Regions from separate parts of the Ovis aries genome. Here region 1 is linked to region 2. Evidence: chromatin contacts called from public Hi-C data. All regions are on one chromosome and are shown on one strand. Each heading gives the region's core, a stretch centred on a gene start, on an enhancer-like site or on the middle of the called end of the contact. The rest is flanking DNA. Distances are from core to core; before and after follow the strand shown. Region 1 has its middle 220 kb from the start of TRIB2. Region 2 holds the start of TRIB2 (tribbles pseudokinase 2).

What was found. A called contact is a pair of places that touch in the nucleus more often than the background predicts.
Region 1: a Hi-C map of liver shows a contact between it and region 2, with 3 times the contacts expected there. The contact joins the enhancer-like site here to the promoter of TRIB2 in region 2. A contact is called at or near these places in 5 of 16 Hi-C or Micro-C datasets (hypothalamus, liver, mixed tissues and 1 more).

What each region holds. Positions count from the first base shown.
Region 1 is chr3:21,769,230-21,773,886 of ARS-UI_Ramb_v3.0, forward strand. No RefSeq gene overlaps it. Among named protein-coding and RNA genes, the nearest start is that of TRIB2, 220 kb to the left of the region's middle. Within about 2 kb of position 2,617, at least 3 of the 54 cell types and tissues checked have an H3K27ac peak or open chromatin away from gene starts, as enhancers often do. A contact at or near this core is called in liver, where this site is marked.
Region 2 is chr3:21,550,487-21,555,213 of ARS-UI_Ramb_v3.0, forward strand. It overlaps TRIB2 (tribbles pseudokinase 2), which reads left to right and starts at 2,320. Exons shown (of 3, transcript XM_042245801.2): 1 at 2,320-3,898. The coding sequence starts at 3,629.

The DNA of each region.
Region 1 (4,657 bases), core at 1,367-3,866, 220 kb after region 2:
TGGGAGGAGAGAACGCAAGGACCCAATTGATGGGCAGGCCTCATTCCCAACAGAGAAGGCGGTGGTGGTAATCAACAGCTATGATTGCAAGGGAAGAAGACTGATATGGCCATTACCCGGCAGACGGTGAATAGTAGCGTTTGGTTTTATTATTGGCAGCATTACTGAGATGAAAACACACGCGCAAGGCTAGAGCTTGCCACGGGCCTGGGGAGGTGCACGCGAAAGACTGACATTGCGCATGCGCGGAGGATTTGTGCTTCGCATACGACTGCTGTGATAGGAACTTTAATACAAAGATCATTTTCTTTAATCCCCTTCAACTGACAATAGCAAAACAAAAAACGACAATAACAACAAAGACCAAAAGAAAAACCAAAGAAAACGACAACAACAATAAAACCCAATGATGTACTGTGTTCCTTTATTATTCTTTAGGGGTCAAGAAACTGAAGGTCTAAGGGGAGGAGCCAGGATTGGGTCTTCATCGTGTGCTAGAGTGACTTCTCCAACCATTTAAGGACAGCACAGGTCAAAGTCATCAAAAGAAACCCTTCTGTTTGGTAAAATAAGTGTGACACCGAAAGGCAGCAGCAATGGTTTCTTTAGCAAATGGTGACTTGGGAGAGAAAGTTCCGTTGGCCAGAGGAGATGGGACAGGGGGCCAAGGAGAGGTGGGGGAATAAGCCCTTCTCTCTGCCCTGCCATTGGAGGACTGTGTGTTCTCATCATTTGATTTCTTTTACAATCAACTGTTTATGCATTTCTACTCCCACTCTAATGTGAGTCCCTGGAGGACAATATTGGACAATATTCATCCTCATATCCCCAGACCCAGGAGAAAGCCTAGCCCCACTTGGGCATCACCCTTCTCTGAAAGGCCCCAGTGATAGAGTGGTGGGGGTGGAGCTGTGTTGTCCAGGAGTCCCCATCAAGCAGGTGCTCAGTGAAGGAGAGCAAAGGATGGTCCTGCTTCAACCAGCCAGCTTCCAGGAAGTTCCTGGTCACACCTGACATCCCCTTCCTGTGAATTCTCAGGGCCTCTCTCCCCCAGCCCCCAACCCCACCACATTCTCATCACAATTCTACATACCAGGCTGACGTTTATCCTTAGAGCTATTTACACCCATGGCTGATTTTCTTCTTAGCGTCCTTGAAGTGACCTGATCAAGTGATGTGATCACATATTTTGGGCAAAACAAAGGTGCTTCTTTTTGAAATAAGATCTCCTTATTTACACAAAGTGGAAGTGAAAGTTGCTCAGTCGAGTCTGACTATTTGCAACCCCATGGACTATAGAGTCCATGGAATTCTCCAGGCCAGAATACTGGAGTGGGCAGCCTTTCCTTTCTCCAGGGAATCTTCCCAACCCAGGGATGGAACCCAGGGCTCCCAGATTGCAGGCAGATTCTTTACCAGCTGAATCACAAGGGAAGTCCTATTGACACAACATAGCTCATAGAACCTCTTTCACAGATAATGGATACTAAAGTCATTTTTTTTTCTTTCTAATTTCATTCTCTTCCCAGAGCTCCGGGAACAACACAAAGCTGAACTCCTTGAGTGGGGATGCAAATGCTTCTTGGTGGCTATGGGACCTCTCAGCCTGTCGCCACAGGAAATGAGGCGGAGTTCCCGTATCTTGGAGGATATATCTCTTCATGGGAAGAGAAAAATCGCCTCTGTGTATTCCAGCTCCTGGGCTGTTCCACCAGCTATTTTGGGGAAGGGGAAAGCCAGTCTCACAACACTTTCCCCAGAGAAAAGATGCCAATGTCAATGTCAGCCATTAGGAAACGTCATTAAAGCAGATGAGAAATGGGCTGTGGACATTTTTATGAGCCCAGAATACTCTGCTTGGAGATTTTATGGAGACCACAGGAAGCCAGAGAGACAATGACATTCATACCCTTTTTTAGAGTCTGGTGAGGAGCAATTTTTTTGTACTCAACAGAGTGTGTTTTTTTGAAAGGGAAAGTTACTGTTGGGGGCCACGTCCAACTAAGCTTTATTCAGAGAATTTGTTGATCTGTTGGAGATAGATGCTGCAGGCCAAGTAGCTGTGGGCTCAATGCCCAAATCCTTCCAGAATTGCAGAGAAGATTCTTCTCTTTGACTCCGGGCTACTCTGAGAACTAGTCTTTAGAGAAGGCTGTTGTGCTTAAATCTCTGTAGTTGCAACAGCACATCTGTAATCTCTTTATCTCTGTTTTGCCCTTTTTTCACAGGACAAAATGAAGTTCAGAAAGGTTGAGAAACTTGCACAGACATACAAATGGTAACAACGGAGTTGAAGTTTGACTCTGCATTTTCTTCTTTTCCATGTTACTTCTACCCATCCCCAGAGAGGCAGATGTAAAGCCAGGATAGGCAAAAGGCTGCAGAAATAAAACTGCCCTCAAACGAGGTTTCTTGAGTTTTTATTTAGGTCTACCAGCCCAGAATAAATATTTCCCTCTGTAAATCAGGAGTTGTGTTTTTAAGGCACGGATTTGCGTGGCGGAGTATGAGGGAGGTGTGCAGATTCTTGGCAGTGTGCTTTCTGCCTTCACAGTATTGCGATTGTGTCCTTTCCCTGGAGTCCCAGGAGAGGGAAGGGGCAGAGTATCCAGAATGTTCCTGAAATGCAGCGCTGTCTTCTTTATAGTGACATCCTGTGGTCATCACATGTTACTGCAACCTGTGTTGCTTCAGGAGCCAAACATTCTATTTTTATTTTACAGTTTCAGTTTTAAACAGTATTATTTTACTCTTCCATTCATTAGCTGAACTAGAAGTATTTAAGCATCTGGTAAGTGCCAGGCGCTGTGCTAGGCATTTAAGAGTATTAGAATATACTCACCTAAGAACCATGGGAAGACCAAAAACAAACTATTATCACAGCTCATTTCTGATAAATAAAGAACTATAACTCAGTGGAGCATCTGCCATGTAGTGAACCAGGCACTCATTTATTATTCCACTGTGTCTTCACAATGGCCCTACCTGGTGGCTATTCTCATCCGCACCCCAGCTTTGTGGAAACTAAAGTTATGAGAGGTTATTTAAATTATCCAAGTTTAAGGAAGCCTGTAAGTGGTGAGGTTAGATTTTGAAAACTAATTGTTCATTTCTCAAACTGAGCACTACGCTATTATGTGTCCAAGCAGCTGATTGATTCCAAGATGAGCTGACACTTGAGATGGACTTAAATGGCTGTGTTTCTTCCATGAACCCACGAAAAAAAATTCATCAATTTTTATTGGAGAATTGTCGCTTTACAATGTCGTGTTAGTTTCTGCTATACAGCAAAATGAATCATCTATACGTGTGTGTGTGTGTGTGTGTGTGTGTGTGTGTGTGCAGTCGTGTCTGACTCTGCGATCTCATCCATAGACTGTAGCCTGCCAGGCTCCTCTGTCCATGGGATGTCCCAGGCGAGAATATTGGAGTGTGTTGCCATTTCCTCCTACAGGGGATCTTCCTGATCCAGGGATTGAACCCACGTCTCTTGCGTCTCCTGCAGTGGCCGGTGGATTCTTTACCACTGTGCTGCCTGGCAAGCCACATACATATATCCCCTCTTTTAGGATTTCCTTACCATTTATGTTGCCACAGAGCAATGAGTAGAGTTCAGTGAGATACAGTACAGGTCTTCCCTGTAGTCCAAATGGTAGAGTCTGCCTGTGACGCAGGAGACCCAGGTTTGATTCCTGGGTCAAGAAGATTCTCTGGAGACGGGAATGACAATCCAATCCAGTGTTCTTATCTGGAGAATCCCATGGACAGAGGAGACTGGTGGGCTGTCCTCTGTGGGATCACAAAAAGTCGGACATGATTGAGTGACTAAACTACATACAGTAAGGTCCTTGTTAGTTATCTATTCTATAACTAGTATCTATAGTGTATATGCGTCAATCCTAATCTCCCATTCCTCCCGCCCCTCCTTCCCCCTTGATATCCACGTTTGTTCTATACATCTGTGTCTCTATTTCTGCTTTGCCAATAAGATCACCTGCACCATTTTTCTAGTTTCCATATATATGCATTAATATACGATACTTGTTTTTCTCTTCCTGACTTACTTCATTCTGTATGACAGTGTCTAGGTGAATCCACAGTCTGAAGAGGACTTACATTTGCCACCATGGTTTGCATGAGACCATGAAAATGATAGGATATCAAGCCTTCCAGATGTGGGTAAATTATATTCCACTTAGTTCAATTCTCCAACCAAAAAACAAAACAAACCACACTACTCCTAATATTGTGTTTGTACTTCAGCTGGGTTTCTTATTCAAACTCACGATTACGAGCATATGTAAACAAAAAAGGGAATTATGTTGTAAATACTGTATTGCAACGTTCTTATTTTATCTAGTTTATTAGATTCTGTGGTGCTGGGGAAGACTCTTGAGAGTCCCTTGGACAGCAAAAAAGATCAAACCAGTCAATCTTAAAGGAAATCAACCCTGAATATTCATTGGAAGGACTAATGCTGAAGCTGAAGCTCCGATACTTTGGCCACCTGATGCGAAGAGCCAACTCATTGGAAAAGACCCTGATGCTAGGAAAGATTGAGGACAGGAGGAGAAGAGGGCAACAGAGAATGAGCTGGTTGGATGGCATCACTGACTCAATGGACATGATTTTGAGCAAACTCTGGGAGATAGTGAAG
Region 2 (4,727 bases), core at 1,070-3,569:
GAGCCTCAATGGGCCAAGATTCATGAATGGATCCTGCTCACCACTCGTGGTGACGGCCTGGGGGAACACACAAGTCGCCCTAGTGTGGGGGACTGAGTGCCAGGAAGGTCTTCCAGAAGTCACTTGGTGAGAGGGAGTCAGAAGACATGGGAGCACTTTCTTGACCCTTTTTTCAAACCCAGTGGCCCTGTGGTGGCCTGTCATACAGTCTAAGTTCTCTTCTGCCAACCTCCCAGGAATGGCTTATCTCTGGAGTTTGTGTATAATCATAAATTGCAAATATGCCCCAGTGGTCATAATCCTACAGAGCTCTCTTTTTGTGACTCAAAAGTGTCCTACCAAGGACTTCCCTGGTGGTTCAGTGGTTAAGAATCCACCTTCCAATGCAGGGGATGGGTGGAGGGAATTGATCCCTGGTTGGGTGGGTGGGGAGGACTAAGATCCCACATGGTGCCACAACTAAGACCAGACACAGCCAAGTAAATATTTTTTTTAAGTGTCCTGCCACGGGCAATACATGATATAGTCCGCTTTTCCTCGCAGACTAGAAAATATGCATGTGCCTGCTCAGCTGTGTCCACTCTGTGCGACCCTATGGACTGCAGCCCACCAGACTTCTCTGTCCATGGGATTCTCCAGACAAGAATACTGGAGTGGGTTGCCATGTCCTCCTCCAGGGGATCTTCCCAGCCCAGGGATGGAACCCAAGCCTCTCAAGTCTAACCTGCATTGGCAGGCAGGTTCTTTACCACTAGTGCCCACTGGGAAGCCTGAAAACATGCATGCTGCTGCTGCTGCTGCTAAGTCACTTCAGTCCTATCTGACTCTGTGAGACCCCATAGACAGCAGCCCACCAGGCTCCCGCGTCCCTGGGATTTTCCAGGCAAGAACACTGGAGTGGGTTGCCATTTCCTTCTCCAATGCATGAAAGCGGAAAGTGAAAAGTGAAAGTGAAGTCGCTCAATTGTGTCTGACCCTCTTGGACCCTATGGACTGCGGCCTTCCAGGCTCCTCCGTCCATGGGATTTTCCAGGTATGAGTACTGGAGTGGGGTGCCATTGCCTTCTCCAGAAAATATGCATACATGGGTATAAAAGTTCAGAGTATTCTAAACTCCCCTTTCTCAGCCCCTTGGGTTTGTTTGTTTGTTTGTTTTGGTCCCCAATCAGATTGCTTGGTTTACCAGGATACATTAGATTAAGGCCTGGCAGTCCAGGCCTCTGTTCAAGTTCTAGCCTAAATCAGAGGACTGGCACCTCTTATGGAAATTGGGAATAACTGGAGTGAACCTGCAGCCCTCATCTGATTTCCAGTGCCAAGTGCCTCTGTGGTCCACGTGTGTTGAGGGAGGAAACATAAAGAGAACAAGAGAAAGGGACTCGGACTGAAGGGGCCCCAAGCTTCGCAGAAGGTATGCGCCAGCACTGTTTGCCTGGGCCAAAGCCCTCTGGGCATGTCTTGGGAGCGGAAGAATTAGTGATTACCTGCGGTCTGAGTTAAAAGATGTCTTTGAGCTGGTATTTGGCAGGCAGAAAAATACTAAAAGCCTGATGGTAGGTGGAGGGTGGAGGGGGACACCAACTAAAAGCAAGCAATCCGTTTTTTCTTATACGGGGAGGAGAGTGTTGGAAAAAGATAATGAAACTGATTTTTGAAACTCGGTGCGGCAAGCACATCTTCCAAGGAAAAGAGCTATGTGAGCAGCGGTGTCCGAACGCTCAGAGGATGCCCAGCTTGCTGGGGAGGAGCACCCGGGAAGATGAACGAGTTAGGAAGTCCACTCGTCACTGATGGAGCTTCTTAGGGACTTGGCGGCGGGGCAGAAGTCGCCCCGCCGCCTGCAGCAGGGCGCGCAGTTAGCCGGTGGCGGCGCCGGGACAGTCCCTCCCTGGCGGGGTGCGCTACCTCACCGGCTCCGGGCCCCGGGTGGATAAAGCACTTTGTTTACCTCACCCGGGCTGAGCCATCCTGGGGGGGAAGGGGGAAGGCGAGCGCTCGCGTCCGGAGCCGGGAGCTGCAATGGCAGTGGCAGCCGCCTGCGGGCGCGGGGAGCTGCCAGAGGACTGGCAGCGGAGAGGCTGATTGATGGGCCTCCGGCTCAATGAGGGGGGGCCCCGGGCGGGGGCGGGGCGGGGCCGACGCTGCGCTCAGCCAGTCGCTGGTGCCGCCGGGTGGTGGTGGAGTTGGGGGGGAGAGGGGGGCGGAGGCTCAGTGGAAATGTGTCGGTGACATTGAATGGGGAGACCGAGCGCGAGCGAGGCGCGCGCGCGCACACACACAGCCCCGCTCGCGCAGAGATCCCCGGCCACGTAAGTAACTATTAATACCGCCTCGCCGAGAGATGCGGGCGTGCTGAGCTCGGGGATTGGCCTCGGGCACCGTCGGCCGTCCCCTTCCATTTCCAATACACGTTTCTCTTAACCTCCGGGTGGGGGGAAGAACAAAAATCAAAGAAGAAGAGAAGCCGTCAATTTTCTCCAAACAACCCCGCCAGGCAGTTTGGGTTGAGGGTAAGGGGTGACGGAGCGGTGGCAAATTATTCCAAGGCGCGATCCAGTGAAAAGAGCGAGAGAGGAGACGGCGTGGGTTGACTGGGCTGGAGGTGCATCCCTTTCCTGCGCCGGGAGGACCCCCGGAAGCTCGTGTCGGGGACACCGGAGACCATTGATCTACCCTCGTCCTTCCTGCGCGCACTTCTCGCTTTCTCCGGAGGCCTATCCAGAGCGCGAGGGAGCGGCGACGGCATGAGCCGGTGCTGACCTCCGCCCGGCGGGCCAAGCCCTGGGCTTTGTCGCGTACCTGAGCCCGGCCCGCAACTCCGTGCCCGGCTTTTGCAATCTTTTGTTGGCAGCGCTGACCGCTCTAAGTTAAATGCTCCCTTGCTATTTTTTTTTTTTTTTCTTTTTGTCTGTTTGTTTAAATTTTGGAGAGCTCTAGCGATCTTGGAAAAGCCTCAGACGCCATCTACAGTTAAAACGTAGGTAATTACCCTCTCCGGACCCTCTCCGGCAACCTCCCCCCCGCCCGCCTTCCACGCCCCCCACCCTTTCCACCAAAAAAGGGGGTGCAGCGCGGATTCAGTCTGCGGTGCGGCGCGAGCCGGTACCCGGGCTTGTTTCCTTTTTCTTTTTGTTTGGTTTCTAACGCGCCGAGACCAAGCGGCGGCCGTGTGCGCTCCCCGAAGACTGCACAAACTACAGCGAGGCTCCTCCGCCCCGTCTGCCTCGGGAGCCTGCGTGGGGACTGCTTCGGGAGCCCCAGAGCTGCAGCTCCTCACCTTAGCAATCCGGTTACAAGTCCAGATCCACGCTGCAAAAGGAGCGAGCGCGAGAGAGAAACTAAAAGTGCGAAGATTCTGCAAATCGCTGGCGGCTTTGGGGGTAACAAAAGGACCCGAGTTGCCGCCGACCGAGGACCCCCCGGGAGTCGGGCTCGGAGCAGACGAGGTGCCCGGCGGCTGCCGTTTGGTGGGTGCTTCTAACTCTTTCTCCACGTAGCCCCCTTCCCGTCCCTCCCCTCTCGATCCCTTTTAACATCCGTGGCACGGAGGCGCCTGCAGCCGCACTCGCCCGCGACTCATCTCTCCAGCGGTTTTTTTTTTTGTTTGTCGAGTGCGATCCCCACACTCATGAACATACACAGGTCTACCCCCATCACAATAGCAAGATATGGGAGATCGCGGAACAAAACCCAGGATTTCGAGGAGTTGTCGTCTATAAGATCTGCCGAACCCAGCCAGAGTTTCAGCCCGAACCTCGGCTCCCCGAGCCCGCCTGAGACTCCGAACTTGTCGCATTGCGTTTCTTGCATTGGGAAATACTTATTGTTGGAACCCCTGGAGGGAGACCACGTTTTTCGGGCCGTGCATCTGCACAGTGGAGAGGAGCTGGTGTGCAAGGTAAAGAGCCCGGGGTTTGCTTTTGGCTGTTTTGTCTTTTGAAAAGATGCCCCGGCCTTTGGGAGGGGGCGGGAGGTTGCAGAGCCCTGCGGTCCGGGGGAGGGAGATTCGCCTGATTAATTATCCGTGGGCTTGTTAAATGGGGTTCTGAATTTATTTGTTCGCGTTCGACTAGTCGCGAAGTTTTTAGAGCGTTGCAGACAATGGGGCGGGCTGCGGCGGGGGCGTTCTGGGGAGAGCCCGCCGCGGAGAAGGCGGCGGGACTGAGCGGGGGCCACGACCACGCGTGGTCGCTTCGGCTCGTGGAGCCCCTCTGCGTTACGCCGGGTCCCGCGGCCCGGGGATTTCTCCCTGGGTCCAGCCCCCTCCCCTGCCAGCACCGTGTAGGGAATCCCCCGGCTAATTTCTAGGCGCTGATGCCTCGGTTTCTTTCGCAGCCATTGTTCTCGGCAGCGTGCAGGTGTGGAACCTTTGTTCCGTAGGTGCCCTTTAAAAGAGACGCACAAAGGTGTCCCCTCTGGCTGAGCCCAGGGGCTCAGCGCGGGGAAGGAGTTTACAAAGAGCCTCCTTCTGCCTGGAGCCTTGAAAGGAAGGTTGGGGGCGGAAATCAAAGCCACCAGCGCACCTCTGGGTATAGGAAATTGTGAATCCTTAGGGTCTTTTTCTCTTGTCTCTATTTCTTCTCATCTCCAGCTTTCCTTGCCTGAACTCCGCCCCCCCCACCCCCGACCCATTTGCCCCCACTACCTACCCCCCAACCCGCCCAACATACACCTTTGCCTGTAGGGTTTAGAGGCCAGCATTTGGAGCCTCGGGGATTCACAGTGCT